Regions from separate parts of the Gossypium hirsutum genome. Here region 2 is linked to region 1. Evidence: chromatin contacts called from public Hi-C data. All regions are on one chromosome and are shown on one strand. The core of a region is the stretch at or near the end of the contact, and the rest is flanking DNA. Distances in the headings are between cores, read along the strand shown. Region 1 has its middle 13 kb from the start of LOC107950428. Region 2 has its middle 20 kb from the start of LOC121215772.

What was found. Hi-C and Micro-C count contacts between places; a contact is called where the count stands out from the background.
Region 2: a contact with region 1 is called in a Hi-C map of leaf, with 3 times the contacts expected there. The contact joins two enhancer-like sites. A contact is called at or near these places in 9 of 34 Hi-C or Micro-C datasets (callus, fibers, hypocotyl and 2 more).

Annotation. Positions count from the first base shown.
Region 1 is chrD03:5,160,984-5,165,440 of Gossypium_hirsutum_v2.1, forward strand. No RefSeq gene overlaps it. Among protein-coding and RNA genes, the nearest start is that of LOC107950428, 13 kb to the left of the region's middle. Within about 2 kb of position 2,383, at least 4 of the 9 cell types and tissues checked have an H3K27ac peak or open chromatin away from gene starts, as enhancers often do. A contact at or near this core is called in fibers and leaf, where this site is marked.
Region 2 is chrD03:5,198,604-5,203,060 of Gossypium_hirsutum_v2.1, forward strand. No RefSeq gene overlaps it. Among protein-coding and RNA genes, the nearest start is that of LOC121215772, 20 kb to the left of the region's middle. Within about 2 kb of position 2,363, at least 4 of the 9 cell types and tissues checked have an H3K27ac peak or open chromatin away from gene starts, as enhancers often do. A contact at or near this core is called in fibers and leaf, where this site is marked.

The DNA.
Region 1 (4,457 bases), core at 1,133-3,632:
TGTTTGTTGTTTTAATTTTGATAAAAAAACAACATATAGCAGTTTTTCAATTTGTTTGTTGTTTTAATTCTACTTATTTCTATCTGCATGGATTAGACATTGAGCAGAATGTGTTTTACCAAAAAAAAAAATACACATTCTGTTATTTATTCTAAATTTTGAAACCGCTTAATTCGCAATCAAATAAGATATTAATATTTTAAAAATAAATATTAATTAGAATTTTTATCATACGCGTATTACGTATTTAGAATATATATTTATATTTAAAAATAAAAATTTAATATTAGAAGTTAATAATAACACATATTGAGTAGGTAAAAAATAAAATATAATTATAAAAATTAAATAAATATGTTAGATTAAGAATATTGAATACATTTCAAATGTTTTATAATAATCAACAATAAAAATAGACCACCAAATTGGACTGAACTATTCAGATTTGGACATAGGACCATAATCTGGCCCAGGGCATTGTAGGATCCACTTCAGCCTTGCATAAAAAGGTGAAGAAATATAGAAGGTAGCCAATTAGATAGTCACTAATCTCGTTTATTTATTATTTGCATTAAATCTAAATATTATCGTCTAAATTTAAATTAACTAATTATTTATAAAAGTATATTTTTTAAATAAAATAAATCCAAAATAAAGAAAAATGGATTTAAACATTCAAATTTAAATCCCTATTTAAAAAAGTAAAGAAAATTTAAATAATAAATATTCTAAATCTTTGAATATGAGCATCGTTGTTAATGTAATAGGACATGAATTCGAGTGTGTTAAAGCGCATTATTATTTCATTTATAGGTTGAGGAGAAGTTATGGGTAGCTCCAAATATTGTGTGAAAAAGAGTAGATATGTTTCGAAAGAAAAAAAAACAAGTTGATTCTTAAATTTAAAAAGAAAAGGGGAAAAATAAAAAAAAGTTAAAGGAGAGTTAGGCTGGGGTAGGCTCGGCTTGGCTTGGCTTGGTGGGGAAAGGTAATAAAAATGAACCCCAAAACCCAAACAAACAAAAGTGAAGGGTGGGGCACAAAATTCAAGGAGTAAGATGCTTTTATAGGGATCTGTGCACTGCCTATTATTCATAATTAATTAATAAATTAATCAAAATGGGAAACCAAACAGTTTACGTGTGTGTGAGTGTAACTTAAAAACAGAGAGGGTCCCACTCCCAGTGGCTGACTCAAAAGGTCACTCACCCATTTCACAATATATAAAAATATATTTTAATTTAATTTTTAAAAATTCATTAAATTAATATAATTATACATTAATAACTATATATTCTTTAAATGTATATAATTCAATCAAAATAAAAGTTTCATTTATACATATGAATTACAATTTAAGTCTCGTGTGTGTATGATTTCGTGAAATCAAAATTTATGTATTAAATTACACATTGAAACAAAATTCATGTATAAATTTAATATTTATTCGTACATTTTATTTAACATCATTGATATTAATAAAAATAAGTATTACATAATTTATAGACAACACATTAATAAAAACCTACCGTTTAAGTTCATGTATTTACCATAACCAAGTAGAAAAAATTCAGTTATTATAAATCACGAAAACTAAATTTTGACCAATCAAAATTAAGAGGCAAACTTCTATATTTTCGTAGAATGAGAAGATGAAATTAAGAATTAAATCAAAAAGTTGATTGGGTCTTAGTTTGATTGATATAGTCATTGTTGTCAATGCAGGAGGTCGTTTAAGTTCATTATCCTACTATTTAAGAATTAGAGAGGAACTATAAATAATTCTAGGTATTATATAAAAAATAACATATATAATAAGAAGTTATAATAAAATTAATGTTAAAATAAAAAAAATGTTAAATTAATTACACAAAATTTCCAAATTATAAAGCAAAAAAACCTACTAGTTTCATATTTAAAACACATTAATTGATGAGTCTTTGGTTTTGCTTTTGATATAAATTTATTTATTTTGAATTAAATCTCATGTTTTCAATCAAAATCACATTTAATTTTTATATAATATTAGCATATATATTAATTTTTAATTACACAATATATATACAATGAACCCTAAATATTTTACCAAAATGGAGATTTTATGAGTAAAAAAATTTCAATATTTTGACGTACAAACAAGATTGTAGAACAAGAGGTGGTTTGGATGGAGAGAAAAAAAACACACCCGCCGAGTTTCCGAGTCCATAAGAAAGAGAAAAATAAAACAATTGGTTGGGTGGATCCAAAGGGCAGTTTATTTAATTAATAAAAATTAAATTTATGGGATTGTGATATTTTTTTTTGGTTTGATGTGACATGAGACGTGTGGCACATTGTGGAGGGTGGGATCTACTTCCCACCAACCATGTGATAGCTTATTTCTCCCCTACCTCTCTCACGCGCCTCTCTTTGGCTTTACTTATCAACCCTTTTTGCCTGAAATGAACCTCTCCTTATGTATTTTCATTTTTCTTTGAATGAAATTGAATTTTTTTAAAATATAGGAATTTATGAGGAAACTACATATTTTGTTATTATTTGTTTTGTTACATTTGTGGTCAGATAAATTAGATTGGAGTGCACGCGCTGTTCTAATGCGGTGGAGTTGAAAATATCGAGGCGGAAAGGGGCTGTCAGGTGTTGCTACCAATGGGGCCCAATTGTCCGGGCTCCTTGGGGGTTAGGGGCCCACAAAACAGTCTAATTTCTGTTATAGGACCCACCTAAAAGATACCCTTTCTGAATAAACAATGTTTTCCCGTTGTCACCCATGGGCCTAGCCCAGCTTCGCTTTGCATTTACCCTTATACCCCCTCTCTCTCTCTTTGTACATTTAATTTTAACACTTCATTTTTCAACAACTTCATCATTTCGAGTCTTTTTAATACATTTATTAATTTTATAGATTTTTTTTTGAGAAAATAGTGTCTTTAGTTTTTTTATTTATAATTTATATTGAATTAATAGTTAATAACTATAATTATTTCGATGAATTTCTAAGCGTATGGAGAATAATAATCGATTATTTAATATATAACTAAAGATTTCTTGCGACATTTATTTTATTAACAAATTTCTATAAATCATGGTTTGGGATAATTATTCTTTAGGTATGTCTAATAACATCTCGGATTAAAAATAAAACATTTTTATATATTTTAATTTTAATATGTACATTTTATTATTTAAATTCATCGATTAAATATATATAATAATTAATTTGTAGATATGATAAATCAACTTTGCTAAATGTTCGTGTAACACTCCTTACCTGTCCCCGTCGTCGGGATCGAGTTATAGGATGCTACAGTACAAAATGGAACAATTATAAACAATTAACAGTCAAAATTCAATAACTTTAACCATTTAATACAATTTAAAATTTTGTTCGAGTCTTATACAAGATTACGTGAGCTCTAAAGTTGTCCCGAGAACAAACAAGGATCAAATTGCAATATTTTAAAAATATAAGGACATTTATGAAAAACAGGAGACACATAACCTTTTGTCTAAGCCGTGTGGCATAAAAACGGCCATGTCCTCCAATAGTCACACGATTGTGTGGCTGGCCTGTGTAACAAACGGGAGCTGTGTGACCCTAAATGTTCATTTTTACCAAAAAATCACATGGTCGTGCCACCAGCTCGTATCTAACACACGACCGTGTAGTGCAAAAATAAGTCATTTTGTATATGTTTCAACCCAACCTTACAAGACATCAACTTTAAGCATATAACATGAATTAAACCTGCTCAAAACAATCAATAATCATGTCAACACATACCATACATCATTCTTATAAACATTTAAACCAATATGCCATTCAATGACACCTCACATAATCAATTCAAAGTACTATTTCAATTCATGCCAAAATAGGTAAAATAATCTATAAGTACCCATTTTCATTTAACACATTCATATTCATCATACCATTTCCACGTCAAAATACCATTCAACCCATCAAATATAACATGATCAAAGCATCAACCACACACTTTCATGCATATAGTTTACATTCATCCAAATATCAAATCAAATATAGAGACCAAAGCAACAAGCCTAAAAACAACATATATATACACAATGTCACCTATGTACATGGCACGTATAACTGACCCAAAATGGACAAAAGTCTACTAAATCGTAGAACGAGTAGTATGAGCTCTGGTGTGATCCGATCAAACCGAACACAATTGACGATCTACAGAGAAGAAAAATGAAACAACAATAAGCATTCTAATGCTTAGTAAGTTCATACGGAAATAAACTTAACTTACCTAAGCATTAAATAATTAATCAATTGAAATGACAAAGGTACAAGCATGATATTTCCTTTGGCATCCTTATGCAAATTCACACAACAAACCAATTAGTTAGTTCCATATCAAAACATGACATCGAATTCATTCTATACATCATTATACTATACCATTCCATCTTATACTTTTTAAACA
Region 2 (4,457 bases), core at 1,113-3,612, 38 kb after region 1:
GCGTGTTATTCTCTTTTAAGTGGACTCGAACTCCCGTGGAAATTTTGGAAATTTTCTTGCAACATTGCTTAATAGTTGCTTGCAAATGTCGCTCCAATTGTCAACGACCACTGATCCTGTAATGACTGACTCATCCATTGGTAAACCGAGCTGTAATTGAACGTCCTCGAGTGTGATTGCGCACTCATCGCATGGAGGATGAAATGTGTGTGCCTTGGGTCTCCATCTTTCCACCAATACGCTAATAAGTGTGGGGGGTCCAATTTACAGCCTTGAGCATAAGAGACACATGCAAGAATCGCGCCACTTCCAAATAAGGTTCAATCATATGTGATGACCTCGTAGATAGATTGTGTATAAATGTCTCCAAAATCCAATCTTCGGCTTGATTATAAAAAGAACAAAAAAATTAATCTTTTTAACAACTTAATAATGAACATAAATAAAATTATAAAAATTAAAAATATTTTCTTACCATTTGCAGCTGAATCACGAAAATGTGGCAGTCATCGAAACGAATAAGAGTATTTGTCATTTAAAAAATAAATTAAAACGAATAAAAAAATAGAATTACATGAAGAAGAAGTTAAAAGAATTTTAATTAAAATTTTAAAACTAAATTCTTGAGAGAATTGGATTTGAATGAAAAAATGAGAAAAATATTTGGGTTTACATAAAAAAATTAACCGTTTTTTATGGTCATTGACAATTCGACCATTGGATAAAAAGGCGTCCAATCTCTCTCCTAATCACTTAATTATTTTTTTAAATCAATATTTTTACATAATTTATCCATGTTTTCGTATAATATTACATGTGAAAATGAAGATTGGTGAAAGGTTGGTGTCATTGTCGGTCATTTTCTGAACAGTAATTTGTCGCGAACGGCGACGTCTTGTTCGACTTTCCGAATCTGTTGACCATTTAGTGTCGCTTTCAATGGCTGTACCCTTCTTCTACGCCACCTCCGGTCAAATTTGGCCGTTGATGTTCCCCTTTTTTTTATTATTAATTTTCTTTCTTTTGAAAAAGAATTACTAAATTATTATATTAATTATATACAATTCATTTCACGAGGATCATTATGTTCTATACTTTTATAGATGCTTTGATGCAATTCCTGGTGAAAGTATGAATTATGATGTAATTGTTGTTGTTTTTCTATTGAAATATTATTATTTTATACCTTTTTTTATTGGTAAAGTTGTTTAATTTTGTCACGGAATCAACACCATTTCATATCTTGTATTAATTGGTTAATTTATTTAAATATTTTAGCTTAAATTTTAAATTTTTGTGTGTGTGATAACGATGTTGCATTTTTTCCCTTGTTTTTTTTTTTAATTTTGTTGTACTTTTATTATTATATAGAATTCAAAAGGTTAAAAAATAAAAAGAAAAAAAGTCGGTTAAGACATAAAAGAAGCCTCTAAGCTCTCCTTACTTTTTAATTTACCACATCACTGTTTAAAAAACTTCGTTACATTATTAGATTATATTAAAGGTTAAATTTATTGAATTTTAGAATTAGAATTAAAATAATAAATTTTGTAAATATTGAGGGTTAAGTTTGTAATTTTTTAAATTTAAGATTAAATTGATAAAATGGGTAAACATTAAAGGGTTAAATTTACTATTAGGCTAATAAAAAAAAGGGGTTTATGCCAGCTTTCTATTACTCGAAAAAGTGATTAAAATATTTAATTTCAAAAAATTAAGTGACTAAACAGAAAAGATTAGTAATTGAGTGATGAAAATAAATTTAAAGGCTGTTTTTATAATTTACCCTAATTTAAATTACTTGGATCCACTTCTGAATTTATTTCATGTGGAAATTAATTAATTAAAGTGATTAGTGACCGCAAACACCAATAGTTAATTATATAAAATGCGCCTCTAAGAACCATCAACTAAGACTTATATATATTAGTAATAGTAGTTAGACTAGTTTATTTTTGTTGGCACTTTTTTTGACTAATTTTGTGCAGCTTTTAAACAAATTTTGTAGCATTATAAAAGACTTATTCGGGCAACTTTGCTAATTTGGACGCTTTAGCTTGCTCGCAATCAATCTGTTTTTAAATGTAAAGTTTGGACTGTTGATGAGATTGTTCTTTTGTGCAAATTGAGGTCTATGGATTGGGTCAAAGTTCTTCCTAACATCGATGCACAGGAGGAACGGTGGTGGTGTAATCCTCATTTTATCTTTAACTTGGCGACTAGTAACAAATCGAAGGGTGGAATGGAGTGCTTCTGTTGAAATGCTTAATTTAATGTTGATGGTGCTTGGAGGGTAGGTTCTACTTATGCTGGTGTAGGGGGAGTACTGAGAGATCACGAGGGGTTGACTTGGGGTGTGTTTTATGGGCATTGAATCCTGCTGATGGCACTACATTTATTTTGTTCTTCTCCTTGGAATGGCAATACACATCTTGTTATTGGGACTAAATCTTTGAACTCTATTAAATGTATTTTCAATCCTGTTCAGAGTCCTTGGAAGTTCTGAAAGGTATTTTTTGACATTGATGTGTTTCATAGTCAGTTTCATTCATACACGAAGGGAGGCTAATGGCTTAGGTGATGGACTTGCCAAATTGGGACTGGGTAAACTTGGAATGTGCTTTGCTTGGTTTTAACTCATCTCCACCTCGCACTTTTGGAGGTCTTGCCAGTCTCTTTTTTGTTGGTCTGCTTTGGACTTTTTAATATTATACTTGATTGAGCAAAATAAATAAATAAAAGAAGACTTACTGACAAAGAAACTTAGGCAAGTGCGATTATCTTTCCTTAATTATCAAATTTACTTAAAAGAAGAATTATGCATGGTATCTTTATATTGTTACACGATCATGTGGTTTACTTCCGTGGAATTCTAGATTTTTTTTCTCATCATACTAGTTGGATTCAACCCAACAACATTTCGTGAGTACAATCCTTATAGATTTAAAGTGGGTTTACCATTTTAGCACTAAAAAAAGTATTTTTAAAAAGTACTTTTGGAAGAAAAACTATGCTAAACAAATTATTTTTGCCTGAAATTTTTAGTTTTTTTAAAATTGAAAAGCACTCCTCAAAAGGAGAAGCTAAATTTTTTAGCTTTTCCTCTCTCAAAAATATTTTTGGTGCTTAATTACTTTTTCATCTCCCTGATAACATAGTACTTTCTCTTTTTTTTATTAGGTCTTAATTACAAATGTGTTAAAATCATTAATTATATTTAACTATTTAAAATATAGTTTATATACTCTAATTAAATTTTACAAATAATTAATATTTATTACTTAAAAATATTTAAAATTTATATTTCATATATTAAAATATTAACAACAAGTTATAATAATTTTTTTATATTCTTACTAAAATATAATAATATTAACTAATTTCAACATTATTTAAATGCATATTTGTTACTTGATAATAACATGTCTAAAATGAATATTTTATTTCTCAAAAGCACTTTTTGACAGCAATGTTAAACACTCAAATTTTAAACCAAACTTTTTAAAAGTACTTCTCAAAAGCACTTTTCCACAGCACCTTTCAAAAGTATTGCTAAACTAGCCCTAAATTTTTATTGGGGAAAGTCTTAGTAGGAAGAGTTCTTTCATTGTAATTGTATGCAATGGCGTGTTTAGAGGGCTGGCAGTGGCCCGACCCCCTAAAATGAAAAATTATTCATTTAAGCCCTTTAAAAATCATAAAATTTAAAATTAGTAAAGATAAAATTACACTTTGACCCCCTAAAAATGATAAAAATTTGATTTAATCCTTTAACTTTTATAAAGATATAGACTATTAAAAATTATAATTTAATTTCGCTCCCCAAAAATATTTTCTAGCTTCGCCCCTGATTATATGGGAAAGAGATTGCAACGAGCATGAATGAGGTTAAATTTAAATCATCTATTGCACTGTGAAATCAACTACTACTGATTGGATCCGAATTACATAAACAATTCCTTGTATTTATTGTTTACTATTTTAATTTTAAGTTGTTCCTCTAAGTCGCAACTCAACGTAATAACTAATTCATTTAACTTCCATATTTTCATATTAATATGCTAAAATGGCAAATATTTTAAAATATAAAAAAGAATGTATACTTATTAAAAATATAAAATAAAAATTATTAAAATATTTAAATAATTGTTAAGATTATTCAAAAACTAAATAAAATTATAAAAATTAATAACAAATTACAGAAAATTATAAATAAATACCATAAATAATAAAATGTTAGAAATTATAAAAAAATTATAAAAAAAAATTGTTAGTAATAAATTACAAAAAACTCCAAGGAATTTAATATGATTTTTACTTTTAATGGCGATGTGAAATGTTCCAAGCCAAATACTTTGAGCCGTGAATTTACCCCATGGTCATCTTTTTACACCCTTATAATGGTTTTTCTCATATGATTCAACTTCAACTACAGTAAAAGCTGGAGCTGAAGCTAG